2 separate regions of the Oryctolagus cuniculus genome follow, and region 2 is linked to region 1. The links are chromatin contacts, called in public Hi-C maps. All regions are on one chromosome and are shown on one strand. The core of a region is the stretch at or near the end of the contact, and the rest is flanking DNA. Distances in the headings are between cores, read along the strand shown.

What was found. Hi-C and Micro-C count contacts between places; a contact is called where the count stands out from the background.
Region 2: a contact with region 1 is called in a Hi-C map of an unstated tissue, with 1.5 times the contacts expected there. The contact joins the promoter of PPP1R16B here to the enhancer-like site in region 1. A contact is called at or near these places in 2 of 6 Hi-C or Micro-C datasets (ear pinna and an unstated tissue).

Annotation. Positions count from the first base shown.
Region 1 is chr11:19,972,368-19,976,289 of mOryCun1.1, reverse strand. All of the region lies in intron 2 of PPP1R16B (protein phosphatase 1 regulatory subunit 16B), which reads left to right. Among named protein-coding and RNA genes, the nearest start is that of FAM83D, 40 kb to the right of the region's middle. Within about 2 kb of position 1,654, at least 2 of the 8 cell types and tissues checked have an H3K27ac peak or open chromatin away from gene starts, as enhancers often do.
Region 2 is chr11:20,051,440-20,055,361 of mOryCun1.1, reverse strand. It overlaps PPP1R16B (protein phosphatase 1 regulatory subunit 16B), which reads left to right and starts at 1,637. Exons shown (of 11, transcript XM_051846107.2): 1 at 1,637-1,763.

The sequences.
Region 1 (3,922 bases), core at 405-2,904:
GTGTGGGCAGACACAGGCTGGGCCCACTGCAGCCTTGACAGCACCTTGAGGAGGGGAGATAGGGTCAGCTTGGACAGGATTTTCCATGGAGGTGGTACAGCCTCCATGCAAGGTGGGAGACGGGGGTGGCAGCTGGAGGCAGGAAACCAGGGTGCTTGGCTCAAGGGTGGGGGTGGGGTGGGGTCTGTCTGGGGTGGAGCTGCAGCACGGGGACAAAGCGAGGAAGCATTGGTGCACGGGCTCAGAGCTGTCGGTTATTTGCCACACTGCTTCAGTGGCCTCCTTGGAAAATGAGAGCAGGGGGTGTGGGCAAAGGCTGTGAGAATGATGTTCTAGAACACTGAACTTCACCCACAATGCCCTGTCTTTCCTTTTTGCTTTTTGCCATCTCTGTGGCTGTCTTCGCCGGGAGACCCGCAGCCGTACTACACATCTCTCTACTGCCCCCGTCCTTTCCCTAGGTTCTTGTTGGGCACTGTTTTAGTTTAGGGCTTAAATGTTCAGTCTTTGGAGCCAGCCTAGGTTAAAATTGCAGCTCTGTCACTCCCAGCCATGCAGCCTTGGGCAGATCATTTCATGTGTTCAAACCTGACTCAGTTTTCCCATTGGAAATTAGGGGCAAAAATAGCAGTCAGTTGGTTAACAGTATCTTCATAACTGGATTAGGAGGACTAACCAATTTGGTGGATGTAAACACATGGCTGATGCCCACTTAGTGCCAGGTTATAGACAGAATAACCCAGAACACAAGACAGAGAAGATGAGGACTGGGATCTTGGGTGTTAGGGAGATGGCAGATGCCCTGTGACCAGCCTGGAGAGATGAGGGTGTGGGTTGGGGCTGAGGGACTCCCACGATCGGCCTCTAAATCCAGCTGCATTGCTGAGAGGGGCTCCGGGAAGAGCACTTGCACACTCATTTCTTTGCTCTTTAGTCCAGAGTCGCACTCCTAGTGGTGCCCAGGTCTGCAGTGTGACACCAAGAAACAGTCTGGTGGCCCTGGAACAAGTAGCTCTGTGGGCATTGAAATGGTGCCACTGCAGAGTACAGATGGAGGCCTGCAGGATGGTGCGGGAGAGACTTGGGAAACTCCCTGGGGTTAGGGAGGCCTCCCAGAGGAGGTGATGTTTTGCTTGGAATCTGAAGGATAAAGAGGAATTTGCAGGTTCCAGGTAGCAAGAAAGAGGATGCCAGGCAAACTGGGAGACTGGGAGCTCAGTTGTTTTGTTTTGCTTTAAGAAAGAAACCAACAGGATTGAATTAGTGAGCAATTCAAGGGAGGGTGGGGTCATGCAGGGTGCAGTGGGGCTGGGGAAGGCAGGACAGGATCATGAGGCAATGGGAGGGTGAGGCCTCAGACGGGCGGGTGAGAAGGGAGGACTGGGTTAAGTGGGCACCACATGGATGGGACTGTGCTAGTCACATGGTCAGGTGACTGTAGCTCAGCCTCAGGGCAACCCCAGGAAGACACAGATGGCCCAGGGCCCACCTGCAGTGGCCAAACACCTCTGTATCCCTGTCCCCGTGCCCCCAGGGCAAGAGCAGGAACCGCACCTGTGGTCCATGTCACCAGCCAGCCTGAGGCCTGCTCCGTGGGCCGAGGCGGTGGAGATGCCAAAGAAAACACAAGCTTGTCAGCAGCAACTCTCCTCGCGCAGGCAGCCGCCACCAGCTTCCTGCCGAGATGACTGGTGCAGCCTCACTTGCTACAGCTGGAGACAGAGGGGAGCAGATGGCCCTGCTTGGCCCAGATTCCAGCCAGATTGCCAGGGAGGTGTGGGCGGAGGGGAAGGACTGGCGCCAGGCGCAGGCTACACGAGGGAGGAGGGGCTGAGCCACTGTTCTGCTCTCCCAGGAGCCTCCTGCCTAGGTAAGGGGTTGGTGGGCCGCCGACTGGGGCCTGGCAGTGATCCTGCACCAGCAGGTGCCCGGAGCTCCCAGGAGAGAGACTCTGTCTTGTACGACCAGCTCTAGAGCTCGTGAGAGATGCAAGATGTCAATGGCTGCATCCCTAGAACCCAGCACAGGTTGCGACCCAGACAGGAGCTCAGTGATTGTTTTTAATTTTAATTTTTAAAATCAATGATAATAGTAGCTCTCAGGCACTGCCATGCTTAGTCTGCCAGCAGCCTCCCCGGGGAGGTGCTGTGGCCCCCTTTGTACAGATGACACAGAGGCACAGAGAGAAGGAATAACTCACCTAAAGCCACAGCTAAGCAAGTGCACAGAACACACAGGTCACTGTCCAACTGAAGGCCAGGCCTAGGAGTTGGGGCTTTGTGGGCCAGGAGCAGACCTGAGTGTGGGCTACCAGCAGTGGCGGTCCTCCAGCTGGAGGGGGGAGACTACGCCTCTTGTCTGTGCTCCCTGAGCCCCAGCCAACCCCGAAGGCCCCACACCAGTTTCTGTCATTGTGCAGAATGCTCAGAAAGCAAGAGATGAGGCCAGAGAGGAAGGAAGACTGGCCCATCTGGGCATCTGGGTATGGTGGGGCAGGCTGCACACTGCTCAATTCCAAGGCACCCCCCCATTCACAGAGGTTTTGATGAGAACAGTGACCCCTGGAGTTAGAGGTGGGACCATGCCATATGGTATTTTGAAGACCAGGGGTCTGCAGACCTTTTCTGGAAAGAAAAGACCCAGAGTCAGTCCTTTAGGCTGGGCAGGCCGTGCAGTCTCTGTTGTACAGTGAAAGCAGCCGTAGGCGGTATGCAAATGAATGAGTGTGGCTGTGTTCAATAAAACTGCCTGCCAGCTTTGGCCCCTGGGCCACAGCTCCCTGATTCTAACAGCAAAGTACAGCCGTGAGAGGGGTTTAAGCAGGGTGTGAGGGGAAGCGTATTTACATTTAAGATGGTCCTGGGGCAGGGTTTGGCTTAGTGGTTTCAGATGCTGTTTGGATGCCCATGTCCACGTCAGGTTACCTGGCTTTGATTCTTGCCTCGGGCTCCTGACTCCGGCCTCTGCTGATGGAAGCCCTGGGAGACAGCAGCGATGGCTCAGTTGGGTTCCTGCTACCCACCTGGATTGAGTTCCTGGATCCTGATTTCAACCCTGTCACAGCCCCAGCCTTTGTGGGCCTTTGGGGAGTGAACCAGCAGATGGGTACTCTCTCTCTATCCCTCATAAATAAATAATCTGAAAAATAAGACTTAGTCATTTAAAAAATAAAAAGGCCCTAAAAGACCTAACTGTTCCTTCCCCCACCCCAGCACACACAGATACACACACACACACACACACACACATACACACATGGCAGCTGTAGTCCCTTCTGTCCTATTTGTGGCTTCCTGAGCCCTTTTGTCTGCAAGAAGAGACTTGACCTGGGACCTGAGGGCCTTTGATGCTTGCAGTTCCAGAGCAGAGGTGACTGCTGTCTGTTCTCCCATCACCCTCCTCTCCACACCAGTTCTCAGTGCAGGTCTGGACCCTCTGCCCAACCCTAGGAATGCATGTTCCCATTCCTGGACTCAGGGCTGGAGTAGGACAGCCCACTCTGAAATCAGGGAGGTCTGGTGCCACATCCCTGCCCCTGCATTTGAGTGTGTGTGTGTGTGTGTGTGTGACTATGGGCTGCGCCTCCCTGACCCTCTGTCTCCTCCCCTGAAGCAAAGTAGCTTTGCACTGACCCGAGTGCCTAGGAGAGGCTCCATAGAAGATACCCTTGATAGAGGACTCCTTTTGTGCTGAGCCCAGGGGCAGGGAAGCTGCTCATGCACTGGGTAGTGGGGACGTTGCTCCAGCCAGCTGGGCCCCGAGCCAGGCTCCGGTCTCCCATCTAGAGCTGGGAAGTGGAACTGCCGAGGTGGCCTTGGCTTCTGACTGTTAAGGGCTTCTTAGAGAGAGGGGTGATTTGTCCCACCTCTCGGGCTGAAAATAACTGCCCGACATCAGGGTAATTACATGGCTGGGCTCCCCC
Region 2 (3,922 bases), core at 388-2,887, 79 kb before region 1:
TTTCCCACTTAATTGTTTTGGCACTCTTGCTGAAAATCAACTGATTTTGCAACTGATTGGCTGCAGATGTAGGGGTTTAGGTCTGGACTCTGCTTTAATGCATGGCCCATCCTTACACCCCTGCCATACTCTCTTGGTTATGGAGCTTAGTAACTTTGCAATCAGGAAGTGTGAATCATCCAGATTATTCTGGGCACACTAGTATTTTAACTTTTGGTATCTGACACCGTGAGAGACGTGAATGGAAAAGCACACCGTGGGGGTTTGGGAGATTGCCCCGTCTGCCTTGAGAACTTCATTTCAGGATTACAGCTCCAAGTTATACCTTGGAGAGTTGGAGTCCCTCTCAGCCCACAGTTCTCCATCATAAAGCAATGGAAGCTTGCTGCAGGGAACAATGGTCCCCTTGGGTGATTTTGAATATCACTTTAAGTCTTCCCCCACCTGCTCTGCTCTAACTGCACCTGCTGAAACAGTGTCGTTCACAACTGGATTATTAATGACCTGGGCGGGAACTAGGAGTCAAATGAGGGGGGACTTTCAGAGGCTTAAGGGTGGAGTCTGGGGGCCTGGGACAAACCCAACCCACCGGTTTTGGCTCCTCCATGGAAGGTCATTGAGTGTCCTCAGCAAACTGGGACTCAGTGACCTCCGGTGGAAACCGCCAGCCTCCACACAACACCACCGTGAGTTCTCTAAACGAGGCTGCTGGGAATCCAATTAACTGGGAACCATCCCCAAACTCCTCAACCTTGTCTGCACCCCGCCCCTCACCCCACCCCCCAGCTGGTGGGCCCTGGGTTCCTAGGCCTCTAATCTGGGGGCCTCTGAAAGCTCAGGAAACAAGGCCCTTTGTGCAGAAGAGAACCCTATTGTTCTAGGGTCAGTGTTCAGCCAGTGTGGATTCCAGAGAATGTTTGGGGATGTTTTTCTCTTTTGTTTGTTAACTTTCTCTCCTCTTTCTGGAGGGAGGGGACGGTGACTCTTAATAGCAACTCAATGACAGCGAAGCCCATTGTCCTGTAGAGAAAGGCCCGGGGTGCAGGGGTCTTCAGCCCCAGGGACAACAGAGGCCAGCGTTAATGTTCTCTGTATTTTCAGCATGAAATCTTAGAGGCAGCCCATTTCTCTAACAGTGGCAGAGGCCCGCGGAGGTGCGACCACTTCCTTCCGCCCTCGATTCACCTCCCTTCTCCCCAGAAAGAGGAAACGATGCGGATCTGCGGCACAGAGCGCTGCCCGCATGCTCTGGAGCCAGGGTTCCCGCCCCCACGGACCTGCCACCTGGGCAAGGCCTGGCCCGGCCCCCGGACGAGCGGGGAAGCCTTGGGACCCAGGCGGCGCGGGGTTGGACTCCTGGCCTCTCTGGCCTTCACGAAGCCCATCTGTAAAATGGGGGCGAGCATGTGGTCGTCGCCTCCTCTCAGTCCCTGCCGGGTGCGGGTGGGGATGAGGGGGAGCGGAAGAAAAACTTCCCAAGCCCGGCCGCGCCCCAACCCTTTGCAGTTTGCAGCTGCTTAAGGGAGAGCGCTCCACCCCGAGGGCGCTGGGACCCTTCCCCCGGCTCTCCGGCTAGCCGGGTGGCGCGTGCCCGTCCCCCTTCCCGCGAGCCCAGGCCCCGCCTTGGGGGAGGAGCCGAGGGGCGGCGCGGAGGCTCCGGACCGAGCAGAGCTGGCTCTGTAGCCGCACGAGCAGCTGCGGCTCAGGAACCGACGGGCAGAGCCAGGGCCGGGAGCCGCCGGGGGCACGGCTCGGGAGAACGGGTGAGTTCCCAGCGGCGCCGCCTCGCTTCTTGCGCTCTGCGGCGTGACAGCGCGGGTGGCGAGGGTCTGGGAGGGAGCTGATCCCAGCCTCTAACCCGGCTGGGGGAGGAGGCGCGGGGCGCTTTGGCCAAGGGTCGTTGAGCTTAAGGTAACTAGGGAGTGGGGGCGCTGGAAAGGCGGGTACCGAGAGCGCGGGGCGAGAGAGCCTTGATGGGGTGGGGGCGTTCTCCCGGGTCTCGAGCTCCGGTGACAAGGCCGAGGCAGGGGGCGTATTGGCAGGTTGTTGGCTGGGGATGTTGTGGCCCGATCTTGGGGTGGGGAGCAGTGGTACTTGGGCGGTTCTGGACTCGGGCCGCAGTCTGCCGGGGGGCGCAGTGCCCGCCGCCCGAGCCACAGAGCATCACCCCGCCCCGCCCCCCGCGCCCAGTCTCTGGGCACCGGGGTGCCGCCCCCTCGCGTGGCGGCGCTTGGTCGCCTCAGGCAGAGGCAGAGCGCATGGCACACTCCTGGCCTGGCGAGAAGGGTCCCCAGGGCAGGTACCCCTGCCTGTAGACCCGCCCCGCTGCGGGATCCTGCTGACAGTGACCGCCAGCCCGGGGCGACCCTGGCGCAGGGGAGTTCCCCGAGATAGGTGCGCCCGGCCTCTCCCTGGGGCCGCCGTGCGCGGGCTGCTGGGTACCCCGCGCTGGGAGCGCTCCTCTCCTCGCGAGTCCCGCTCATCGACTTCGTCTGGAAGGAGCGCCCCCGAGCGCCTAGGATGTGTAGAAACCGCGCAGCCCGCCCCAGAGAGGTCGCAAACAGGGGGTCCCCCACCAAGGTCACCCGGAGCGCTCTGGCTGAGCTACCCAGACCGCCTGGGGCTGGGAGCAGGGAGCCAGGAGCCGGAGGCGCTGGCTGCCCGCCTCCTTTCCTGGTGTGGACTCCTTTCCTCCGCTTTCTCCTCCGCGGGCGGCCTGCGGCTACGCTGGAACCGCCGACCATGCAGCGCCCAGTTCCCAGGCCGATCACTGGGCTGGGCGAGCTTTGAATGTGGTCCTCCCGGCAGCCCAGCGGAGCGCCGCCGCCGCGGGCCAGGCCTGGGACCTGGCGCTCCGGGCCGCCCGGGAGCGGAGGGAGAGAGATGCTGCTGCACCGGCGCTTCTCAGAACCGAAAACCGAGCTGCTTGCGCGCCCATGTGATTGCACTGCACATAATGGGCCCCTGTTCTCGCTGTCAGAAGCGCCCACCAGCTCTGGGCGGCCCTGAGCTCCAGGTGCCGCCTCTGAATCGCCCTCTGTGCAGGATCCGGGGCCCTGCGGTACCAGGCGCCCTTCCTGCAGGGCTCTGTCTGGAGGGGGTTGCCGCTGGCCGCCTCGGCCCGCGGCGTGCTTCCCCGGGTGCCCTGCCATTTCCTGCGGCTGGGGAAGCCCCAGAGAAAACCCTGGGTCTGGAAGCCTCGTCCCAGGCTGGCGCTCAAGCAGCTGCTTAGCTGAGAGCCAGACACTGGGCCTCGAGAGCCGCGGCTGCCCCCTAAGACGGGGCTGATGACCAGGTCGTGGGGAAGCTGGGTGTGAGGCTTCGTGTTCGTTGCACTGCGCCTGGGAGCACTGGAGGGTGAGCACTGCTAGGTAAATGCCAGCCCCCTTCAGCGCTGGTTTTCAGTGGGGCGTGTCTCCGTTATACAGGTGCACAAGTGGAGCCCTGGTGGGCGGTTCTAGAAGCAGGGCCTGGGAGTGTTTCCACATCTTCCCCCTCAGCTCTGTCATGCCCAGCCGGCTTGCAAGGAGGCCATGGGGGCTGCCTGCTCACCCCCCCCCCCCACTCCTCTCCCACCATCTTCTCTCCTTAGCCCCCAGCATGCTGTACTTTCTACTTTACCATCTTGCCAGTTGGGGTCTACTCCAAGGTGCCCCCCACCCCCGATCCTGGATCTCCTTGGGCTCTGGAGTCTTCCTGCAAGAAGACCCCTCAATCCTTCTTTCCTTTCTCTGGGCTTCCAGCTACTGTGGCTCTGTGGTTCACGTGTCAGGGCTGGGGGCATCCTGCTGCTCTGCTGCTTTTCCCCCTTGGAGGCAAGGCTCAGACTTTGCTCTCTCTGCTCATTGGGGCTGGAGTGGAGGTTAAATTCTAATCTGGCTGTTAAGCCTTTTGGGGAGCCAGAACCATGGGCGGTTTTCCC